Linked DNA regions of Sus scrofa: regions 1 and 2 are each linked to region 3. A link is a contact called in public Hi-C data. All regions are on one chromosome and are shown on one strand. The core of a region is the stretch at or near the end of the contact, and the rest is flanking DNA. Distances in the headings are between cores, read along the strand shown. Region 1 overlaps C10H9orf3 (aminopeptidase O). Region 2 overlaps C10H9orf3 (aminopeptidase O). Region 3 overlaps C10H9orf3 (aminopeptidase O).

Region 1 (3,334 bases), core at 515-3,014, 66 kb before region 3:
CAAGTTCTTGATCTCGTAGAGCGTTGTTGATTGCTAATGAGTGCCCTATTTCTAGCTTAAGTGATTAGCCTTTGAAGCTTTATTCAACTAAAAAATTTGTTTGGAGACTTGAGTCATCAACCCTTATCTGTTTCCATCCAGCCACTGTCTGGGCAAAATATGTGTTGGAAAAGTTTACTAGTGTCTCTTGGCAATCATTTGCTGTGGGATGGCACAGCCACGTAAAATGAAGTGGTGTAATGTTTTTTTGGTTACACCCTTTACCCTTGAATTAGATTGAATTAGCATAAAAGGAAGCATGTAGTGATGTAAAATCCAAGCCAGATAAGGCTTATCTTACCCAAAAACAGAATGAATGATTACTTATCTATAGAAACGTCATTTGAGGACAGTCTGTCTTCTGGGAATCTCTCTCCACACATTAGTCCTTTATATAATCATTGCCCAATCCCATTACATGCATTGCTTTTTAGAGTCACCCTTTGATATGAGTGACATAAGCAAATTGATTTCTCTAATAAAAAAGATGGGACTACATGAAGGTACTTGGCACTTGGGCAAGGGAATGGATTAAGGTTGTCACTTTAAAAGAAAAAAGGGAAAAGGAATGGTCAGAACATTTTTGGGGGCGGCGGGGGGTGGGGGGAGTGCAGAGACCTAATAATAACTTCCTTTTCTAGAATGCCAATCACATGCTCAGCACAGGCCAAGTGCCTTTCATATATTCAGATCCCACTCGGCCCTCACAACGACCCTGAAAAACAGATGTTTTTTTTATCGTTTTGTTACACGAGAAAAGTTCAAAGACATTAAGAGAGTTCCCTCAAAGTCCCAGAATTGGTAATGGGCAGTGGGGCTGGGATTGGACCCCAGTGCGGCCACAGACTCGGGGCTCTTTACACGCGCCTGCAAACTAAGCTTGCTGATGCCGCAGTAGAGCAGCACCCCAGCCTTGCCTTAGGCCAAACTCCTCACTGGTGCCTGGCACCGGGGGGCGACTGGATGGATGCTGCAACTTTTGTGGAGAGGGAATATGTAAATTGGATGTGGGTCAGCTCAGTGGGCAAAGAAGTAGAATGTTCGTGGTTCTGTGGTTTCAAAGGAAGAGCCAAAAAAACTAAAAAGTCACCATGATTTGGGTTTTTACAGACCCGCCTTGGTTCTCAAAAGGATCACTGCCCTCCTTGAGGTCTGTCTGTGGCTGGCTGGCCTTGTGAAGGGTGGTTGGGCCATCCCCGACCCCTCTCTCTGCTCTATTGGGCTGAGCCAGCATCCACTCCCCCGGCCGTGAGGGGGGTGTCCTTTCTCACGTGGTCTTTCTCTCCATCTCTCTCTCGGCCGTCCCCCCCACTGCTCTCCCGAAACACGGGCGTCACTCCCCATTCCATTCTCTAAAAAGGTTTGTACCCTGGAGTGCATTCCGAGGCCCCACCCCGACACCATATTTTTGAGCCTGTGTCAGCAGCCTTTCTCCTCACTCTCATTATAGTCCTTTCACACGACCTTGACCCATGTGGCTATCTTTAGTTTTGCCCTCTTAACCATAGGTACAGGTAATGCCACGACTCCCGTGATTGCTTTATCTTCAGGCCTTGGCTGCTGTTCAGCCTTTCTGTTTTAAATGTGTCCTTTATTTATCATCAGCCCAGGAACCTCTTTGGGTTGGTGGCATAATTTTCAGACTTCCTGACATCTGAATAGAGACACATACACACCCTCCTTAATGCTGGCTGATTTTAATCTTCTGGGCCACAATAAATCTGACACATACCTCAAGCCAATGGCATGCTTGCCTTGATATTTTGATCCGTTTTCCCTTACCACAGAGATGGCTTGATTTAAGAAAGTAGCTCTGGCATGTGCTGTTTTAACTAACAACAGAGTGTCAAATTGGCATTCCAGCACACTTGAATTTCTGCAACCTTGTATTGCTCTTATCATTCCAGATTTAAAAGTATTTTACCTATTTGATATTTACTGGTACTGCAGATCAGTTTTTTCCCCTGTCTTGTACTCCTAGAATAATGAGAAATATGACAGGTTGGGCGTTCCCGTTGTGGCTCAGGAGGTTAAGAACCCGACTAGTACCCATGAGGACACGGATTTGATCCCCATTCTCATTCAGTGGGTTAAGGATCGGGCATTGCCGTGAGCTGTGGTGTAGGTTGCAGATGCAGCTCAGATCTGGCATTGCTGTGAGCTGTGGTGTAGGCTGGTATCTGCAGCTCCACTTTGACCCCTAGCCTAGGAACTTCCATATGCTGCAGGCGCAGGCTGAAAAAAAAAAAAAGCAAGAAAGAGAAAGATGACAGGTTGAAGCTTTTCCCTACTATTTTTTTATCATCCAACAAGATAACCGTGGGAAGTAAATTGGTTCTCATGACAATAAAAGTCGTACCTAGAATTTCCATTTCGATTTTCTTCTTTTCTTCTCTGGGTCTCATTTAGATGACATTTCTCTGGATAGTTGAATGAGTGAGCCTCCACGTGAGGCATGTGTTTAAAATAGATTTATGGCAGGGCAAAGAATCACATTTCCTGGTAACGATCTAAACGAGGATACCACTCATTCTTTAGTCTTTTTTGTTTGTTATTGTTATTTGGTTTTTAAAGGTCATCTGTCCAGCTCCATCATTTGATAGAGGAAGAAACTGAAGCCAAGAAAGGTTGCTGTACTCATGGTTACTCAGAAAATTTATGGCAGAAGTGGTCTCACACCCACAGCTCGTGAGTTCATATACTCAGAATCCGAAGGAGGAATTTTGAAACCTTACTTCCACATACTATTGGGTCTCTAACTAATGAAGCAATAGAAATGCTTCTTTGAGGCAAAAGTTCTTTATTCATTAGTTAGCATCTTATTCCTGTGTGTCTCCTATATTCTTGAGTAAAAAAAGCTTAGATATCTAAAGCTTATTTAACTTCAAATCCTATTATCCCCAAATGAGGCTCTAATTTATTTCCTTGAGCTGTTCCACCACACACCTCAATAAGTCACGATTTGTTAAGTTTATATGGCACATTTTTTTTAAGACTTAGATATAAAGTTCCATGTCCTTAAGTAGCTGCCTACTCCATTGGAAAGAAAGGACTTGAAAGATTAACAAACCGGAATAAAATGCTAATTGTGTGGTACCCATCACTGGTGCCACAGAACTTTAAGGGAAATAAAAATCACTGGAAGTTGGAGCAGCCAGGGAAACTTCCAGAGAGGTGTCTCACTTGCCACATGATTAAGGTCTTTTACAGGGAGGTTAAGTAACAAGACAGGAGAATTTGTCATCAAGGTACCCAGAGGCCAGGAGCAGCAACAAGAACAGGAAATACATCCAGG
Region 2 (3,065 bases), core at 295-2,794, 120 kb after region 3:
CAGAAATTGGCACCTTGTAAATCAACTATACTTAATTTAAAAATTTAAAAACAATTTTCTTCATTTAAAAATGGAGAAATTTTAGAGCATATTGAGTAAATGCATGGAGTGAGACTAAAAAACTATAGTTACCTGATATCTTGAAAAAATGAAAATGTTTTTGAAAAATATATATTGAAAGGGGAAGACATGAGTCATATAACCTATTTTATTCAGTGTTTTTGTAGTGGTTATTTTATTATTTTTCTACTCCACTAGTTCATTGCCTGTGTTTCTTTGGTTTTGTTTTTAATCTTTCACATGCCATAAATTGTTTAGTAATTCTAAAATGGATGCAGATTGCTTTAGAGATTAAACCAGTACTGGAAAATAAAGGGCTTTTTTTGTTGTTTCTGGTGTTTTATTTTTCTAAGCACATATTTCATGGTTATAATTTTACTCATCCTGAAATACCCCCTGTTCATCTGAAACTAGACTGAAGAGACTCATACTCAGAATTGTGAATGGGCTATTATAAATTTCTGGGGAAAATAGGCCTGATCACTTCAACCAGTACTAATTAAGAATTATGCAGATTAATTACTAGAAAGATGCCCTGGGTGGTTTGTTGCCCTTTTATTGGCATAATCTGTACACTGTAAAGAAAACAGCCCTCCCATATCTTCGTACATCTTTCACCCTTTCACCAGGTGATCCAGGAACATTTGTGACAGTTCTGCAGGAGGCACTAAACTCATGCATTTAATATTCATTTTTTCATAACAGTGATTTTTCTTTTTTTTCTTTGTTGTAGCTAGTATAGGCTGGTGTTTTTCCATAGAGATGCTGATATCATGGTGAAATGGCACGTACGCTGGAGTTTAAACTTTTTTTTTCCCTAAAGTACAGTGAGTTACGAGAGAAAGTCTTCACATTCTATAAATTAGAGGAAAAATTGTTGCAGCTCTGATTGCCTTTGTTCTCAAAGCCATTTGAATTGCAGGCTGTGTTGGGACTGGTTTGGACATTGTTTAACTGCTGAGACTAAAACTTCTAATTAGAGTAATTACTGGGTGGGAGCTGACTGGCGGGGCGGGGTGGGGGCCAGGGGCGTGGCCGCGAAGGGGCGCCGCGCGGTGGGAACCCGGCCCGACGGGGCGCGCGGAGCGGGCGGGGCGGGGCGGGGCGCGGCGCGGCGGCGACGGCCTCTCCGGGGATTGGCCCGTGAAGAGGAGGCGGCGCGCACGGCGGCCGCTGCGGATATCAGCCGGCGCCCGGGACCGATCCGCGAGGACTCCAGGCTCCGGCCCGCGCCCAGACGGGAGCCTCAGTAAGTCGGACTTTTTCCTCCGTCCCCCCCTCCCTCCCCCCTCCAGGTCGGGCTGGCCCGTCTGACAGCTGCGGGTGCCCAGGGCCGTCAGCTGGTGCTCGTTAGGAGAATGAAGGTGGTTTCTTCTCCGTCTACCAAATCCCTTCTCATTTTCCTCTTTTTAACTTTCCGTCTCTCCACCAAATGAGCTTGGCGGGAAAGAAAGCCAATTTGGGTCTCTCGTATTCGTTCTGCTTCATAATCCTATCCTCCTCTGCTCCCGGCTTAACAGCCCATTCTGTGGATTTGCATCCCCACTCCCGTGGTGGTATCATTGGATGTGAATGGGAATTCTAGTTGCCTTCAAAAATACTATACATGGGCTCTTGCCTTCCTTTTCATGCCTTTGTACTAGACGTTTTTAAACTTTGAGTGCATTTCAGGTCATGGGCGTCGGTATCGTAATTTTTTGTGTATTTCCCAAATCTTCAAGGAAGAAAAGTCAGGAAAACAAATACGTTCTGATGTGCTCAAGAAAGCTTAGTACTTAAAGGACAAATCCAGAGAAAGAGTCACAGATGACCTCTTCAGACTAGAGCCTTCTTTAGAAAGGTTCTTGAGGTTAGCTCTCTTCTCTAGAGAACTCTTCTCCTTCCTCTTTGTGTGCGCTCACCTAGAGGGGTCCTGGTCTTGGGTCTCAATTCGGTGCAAACATTCTTAGATGGAAACGTCGACCAAGTGCTGGACAGCTAACCACAGACAGTAAAAGAAGCAGTGTTTTTAGCTTTGACTCTAAAGAGAAGTTTGTTTGGGTAGCCCTGGAGGGAGCAGCCTGTTCATGTTTTATTTCTCTCTCAAAGGTAACTATTACTTACAAAGTTATGAGATGAGACCCTACGTTGTGAAGTTAGTAGGAAAGTGGTTCTCAGCCTCTGAGGTGGCATTTAGTAATTGAAAAATCTGTGTGTCCACTTTTCACTTTGAAGGCATCAGTGCTCACTTTTTTTTTCTTTTTTTCAGATTAATCTGTTATAAATCAGGCTTCATTTTGGAATAGAATATATTATAATTGGTATGTTGTGACTTTGATTAAAAGCGCGGTTGAAGAAATTCTGTTAAAATGTGGAGAGTAAACTCTTAAAGTTTTTTTTTAATTACATAAGAAAAATTTCTTAAAACCTACACAAAGAAAACTGTTCATTGCTTACCTCTTTTTTTTTCTTTTTCTTTTTAACATAAGTTCCAAGTTAATTTATAAAGCAGATAATCTGGGTACTGAGAGGAGGGACAGTTTGGTTTTCTATAGACTGATTATCTTTCGTTAAAATGGATAAACAATTCAAAAACTTAGAAATGCTTAAACATTTCTTGCAATTTTGAAAAGTTCTGTGCTATTAAAATGTATTATGTTCATAAAATAATTCTGAATTTTTCTTTTTTGAGATGTTATACATTTATACATACATAAAGGCATATAAAAGAGGAATCAAAACGCTAAAACTTAATGGCAGTTTAATGAAATTTCTTTAGGAGTCTATTAGGAATAACTTGCAGTAATTGAGATTTTAGATTGCTACTAGATCACAGATCTTCAGTTTAATCTCCTTCATACTAACACCTATGAAAGGGTTTTGATAGGTCTCAGACCTGCTGGGATTTTAGATCTCTAAGTTTTAGGTCCATGGTTAATAAGTATGTTTTGCATTTTTGAAGACTAATCTCTGTTTATTGAAGTATTTGAAATTACAAAGTTTTTCTGTGGGAGCAACAAATGAGG
Region 3 (3,294 bases), core at 242-2,741:
AGGGTACAGCCGTGGGGGCCTCAAGAGCACGTGGAGGAGGGCAGCCCATTCTGACCAGCAGGGCAGGGAGCAAGGCCGTCTCTTTCCCCAAGCCTGCGTCCAGGCAGCTCGGCCTTTCTGCTTCTATGCAAACAGAATCATCTGGGTCACATTAGCCGGCTCCACTGTAAACAGCCCTGACAAACTGAGGGCTGGGGAGAATAGGAGGTAAATGGAGGGGGCCTTTCCCACCCGATGCAGGACAAAGCAGGAAGGGGCTGGGTGGAACCAGAGTGCAAACGGCCCCCTGGGGAGGCCTGCTCACAGGCTCGCTCTCTCTCTCTCCCAAGTGGGTAGGGGTGTGGGTGGGAGGGGAGGTTCCAGGACAGGGTGAGGGTGGGGGCTTGGGGGGGGTAGGGTTGTGGGGGAGGTTCCAGGAGGGGGGGGCGGTGTGCGCCTCCCAAAAAGGCCCGGGGGTTGGGGGGGTGAGGGCTGGTTCTACGTTTGCGGACCTCAGAGGCCCTCTGACCCCTCTACTACTAGGGCACAAGGCAAGGCAGGGGCCTCTGTGCCACCGACGCCCCCAACCCCCTCTTCGCCTGCAAAAAAACCAAAACTCTCCGCTCCATGGGACGGCTCTGACCCTGCGTGAGGACAACAGTGACTGTGTTTTGTGCATATGTGTCTGTGTGTCTGTGGTCTAAGCAGCTGGCCCCCCACGAGGCCCAGGAGCAGCAGGAGCTGAGGGCTTGCCTGCGCTGGCGTCGCCTCCGGGACGAGGTGCGGAGCTCCCCTGAGGAGATGCAGGTGTTGAGGTAAAGCATCACGTGATCCCGCCCCCCTCCTTTCCTTCAAGCCTCATCCAGGCCATCTCCTTAAATCGGCTGTTTCCTTTTAAAATTAAATTGGGCTGGATTACTCATCCTCCCAGGGACAGGATTGTTATGTTTTAAGTCGTTCAGGGTGTGGGTTTGGATTTGCCTTCTGACATTTTCCCTGGGTGTCTATTCAGGAAAAAAAAAAAGCACGGGGCCGTTTCCGGGACCACATTCTTCACTTGAGGTCGTAATAGTCACTCTGTGTGGTGGCTGCGGACTTGGAGAAGGTTAAAGTCCGGTAGCCTGGCAGACAGTAACCCTTGAAAGCCAAACGGGGTGGGGGGAAGAAAAAAAACCTTTAGGAAAATATTGATTCCTAAGTGTTTAGTAGTAACAGATGTTTGTGTCAATGGGGCCTTTTGTTCCGGATGCAGCCCCGCAGGAGGCCACTCCTGTGCTGGTGGGAGGATTCTGCTCTCAGCTCCTGTGTTTTATTTTCTGAGTGTGTCCTGCAGCACTTGTTAAGGATTACTTCTTGCCATTTTTTTTTTCTTTTTTTTTTGGTTCCTCTGTTTGCTCCTTCTCGTCAGGTCTCTAAATAGTTGTTTATCTGAAACCTCAAGCCTAGGCCCCAGGAGCACTGCAGTTGCCATGGCAACAGAAGCTTCCCTCCTGCCCCCTCTTGCTTGGAGCCCAGCCTTTGGACTCGGTGGTCAGACAGGTGGGAAGGCGGCCATCCAGGAGTCACCCCTCTTTTTAGATGGCTGTCCTGAAGGCCAATTCCTGGGCAGAAGCCCGCCTGCATGGATTTTGCTTCTGTTGTTTATTTTTAATAAACAACACCCCCCTGCAACACACACACACACACACACACACACACAGAGGTGGCTTCCCCCTAAGGCTGGAGTCTGAGGGAAATGCGGGCCCAGCCTGACCCCAGCGAGGCCGACCAGTCCTTCTGTGCTGCCCGGCAGCCAGGGTGTGGCCGCTCTTCCCACGAAGAAGTCCCCCCTCTCACGCTAACTGCTGCTGTGGCTGACTCATCCATTGTTTAGGAAAGCCAGAGCCAGGAGCCCTGCCTGCCCCACCCAGCGCCACTGTTCACACATCCGGTCACTCAGCCAGCGGGATGGCCACACCCACGGCCAGCGTGCACAGGGTCCCTGCTCTCATGCAACTCGCGGTCAGTTGGGCCCCTCTTGCATGCACGGCTAGTGACAGGTGGTAAGAAGCGGTGTGAAGGGAGCACAGAGATTGACAGCAAGGAGGATGCCTCTCTGTAGAGCACCAAGGCCTTAAGGCAGGAGGCACACGGCTTGGCATGCTGGTGCTGGAGGGACAGAGAGGAGGGCAGCGTGGTAGGAAGAGCAGGGAGAGGCAGGCAGGCGCTGGAGCTTCCAGCCTTCCCCCAAGTGCAACTGGAAGCCGCCCAGGGCCTTCAGCAGGGAAGGATCCCTGCTCTGCGGGCAGCAGACAAAAAGCAAGGAGATGGGTTAGAACGTGGCAGTAGACGGTCACGCTTCCAGTCCTGCTGGTCACAGGACAGACACGAGAAGCCAACCTATTTAAGACAAGTTTTGGCAGTGGGACTGGCAGGTCTTTGGTCTATTGAGTGTGGAGAGGAGGCAACTGAAAGTGTCCAGAATGACTTCTAGGCTTTTGACTTGAGCAGCTGGGCAGACAGATGGCGGTGCCATGTGGTGAGATGGTACAGACTCCGGGTGGAGCAGGCTTTGGAGGGAAGAATCAAGATTCCCATTCGGCATGTGTTAAGGTTGACGTGCCAAATAGATACTCAACTATTGAGAACTCAGTGGGGTTTACAAGTCAGGAGCTCACTGGAAAAAATGGGGACATTCAGCCTATGGCTACTGACAATCCCAAGCCTGGTAAAATCACTGGGAAAGAAGAAGGTGGGAGAAGAGGTTGGGAGGAAGAGGCGGAGCCAGCGGAGGAGCTGGGGAAATCAGTGCAGAGAGAACCCAGGTGCCAGGAGTCCTGGAAGTCAGGAAAGGGAGTGAGTCAAAAATTGTATTGGGAAAATAACAATTAAAAAAAAAGAAAAGAAAAGAAAGAAAAGAAAGTGAGTCAAGAAGATGGGAATGGGATGTTGGATGCTGCCGAGGGCCGTGGGACGGGGAGGGAGAGAAGGGGCCCTGGAGTGAGTGTGGGCCCTGCAAAGGATGCTGGTGACCTTGACGGGCATGCATGTATTCATGAGTTGTGGAGAAGGGAGCTAGATCGAAGTGACGAGTGAGGGGAGATCAGGAAGCAGAGACACTGGGTGTGGACTGTGTGAGAGAAGTTGTGCCGGAAGGGGAGGTAGATGAAGATCAGAGAGGTTTGTTTTAAGGTGGCTGCTGCGGGAGCACACTTATGTGCGAGCTGTAACTAGGCCAATCCCGTCAGCTCTCAAGGCTCGATGCTTCCATTCCCCAAGTCCTTTGGAAGCCTCCCGTTCTGCATGCCCCTAGTCCTTTGGTGGAGTTAGGGGCAT

The links. Hi-C and Micro-C count contacts between places; a contact is called where the count stands out from the background.
Region 1: a Hi-C map of embryonic fibroblasts shows a contact between it and region 3, with 4 times the contacts expected there. The contact joins two enhancer-like sites. A contact is called at or near these places in 1 of 5 promoter capture datasets (liver), 6 of 47 Hi-C or Micro-C datasets (adipocytes, embryonic fibroblasts, fibroblasts and 2 more) and 2 of 2 datasets of contacts at active chromatin or transcription factors (alveolar macrophages and skeletal muscle).
Region 2: a Hi-C map of embryonic fibroblasts shows a contact between it and region 3, with 2.5 times the contacts expected there. The contact joins two enhancer-like sites. A contact is called at or near these places in 4 of 47 Hi-C or Micro-C datasets (embryonic fibroblasts, epiblast stem cells, fibroblasts and 1 more) and 1 of 2 datasets of contacts at active chromatin or transcription factors (alveolar macrophages).

Annotation. Positions count from the first base shown.
Region 1 is chr10:27,304,806-27,308,139 of Sscrofa11.1, reverse strand. All of the region lies in intron 5 of C10H9orf3 (aminopeptidase O), which reads left to right. Among named protein-coding and RNA genes, the nearest start is that of C10H9orf3, 170 kb to the left of the region's middle. Within about 2 kb of position 1,764, at least 17 of the 83 cell types and tissues checked have an H3K27ac peak or open chromatin away from gene starts, as enhancers often do. A contact at or near this core is called in alveolar macrophages, embryonic fibroblasts and skeletal muscle, where this site is marked.
Region 2 is chr10:27,114,675-27,117,739 of Sscrofa11.1, reverse strand. All of the region lies in intron 14 of C10H9orf3 (aminopeptidase O), which reads left to right. Among named protein-coding and RNA genes, the nearest start is that of MIR23B, 36 kb to the right of the region's middle. Within about 2 kb of position 1,544, at least 33 of the 83 cell types and tissues checked have an H3K27ac peak or open chromatin away from gene starts, as enhancers often do. A contact at or near this core is called in alveolar macrophages and embryonic fibroblasts, where this site is marked.
Region 3 is chr10:27,238,313-27,241,606 of Sscrofa11.1, reverse strand. It overlaps C10H9orf3 (aminopeptidase O), which reads left to right. Exons shown (of 19, transcript XR_002336299.1): 7 at 688-794. Among named protein-coding and RNA genes, the nearest start is that of MIR23B, 160 kb to the right of the region's middle. Within about 2 kb of position 1,491, at least 51 of the 83 cell types and tissues checked have an H3K27ac peak or open chromatin away from gene starts, as enhancers often do. A contact at or near this core is called in alveolar macrophages, embryonic fibroblasts and skeletal muscle, where this site is marked.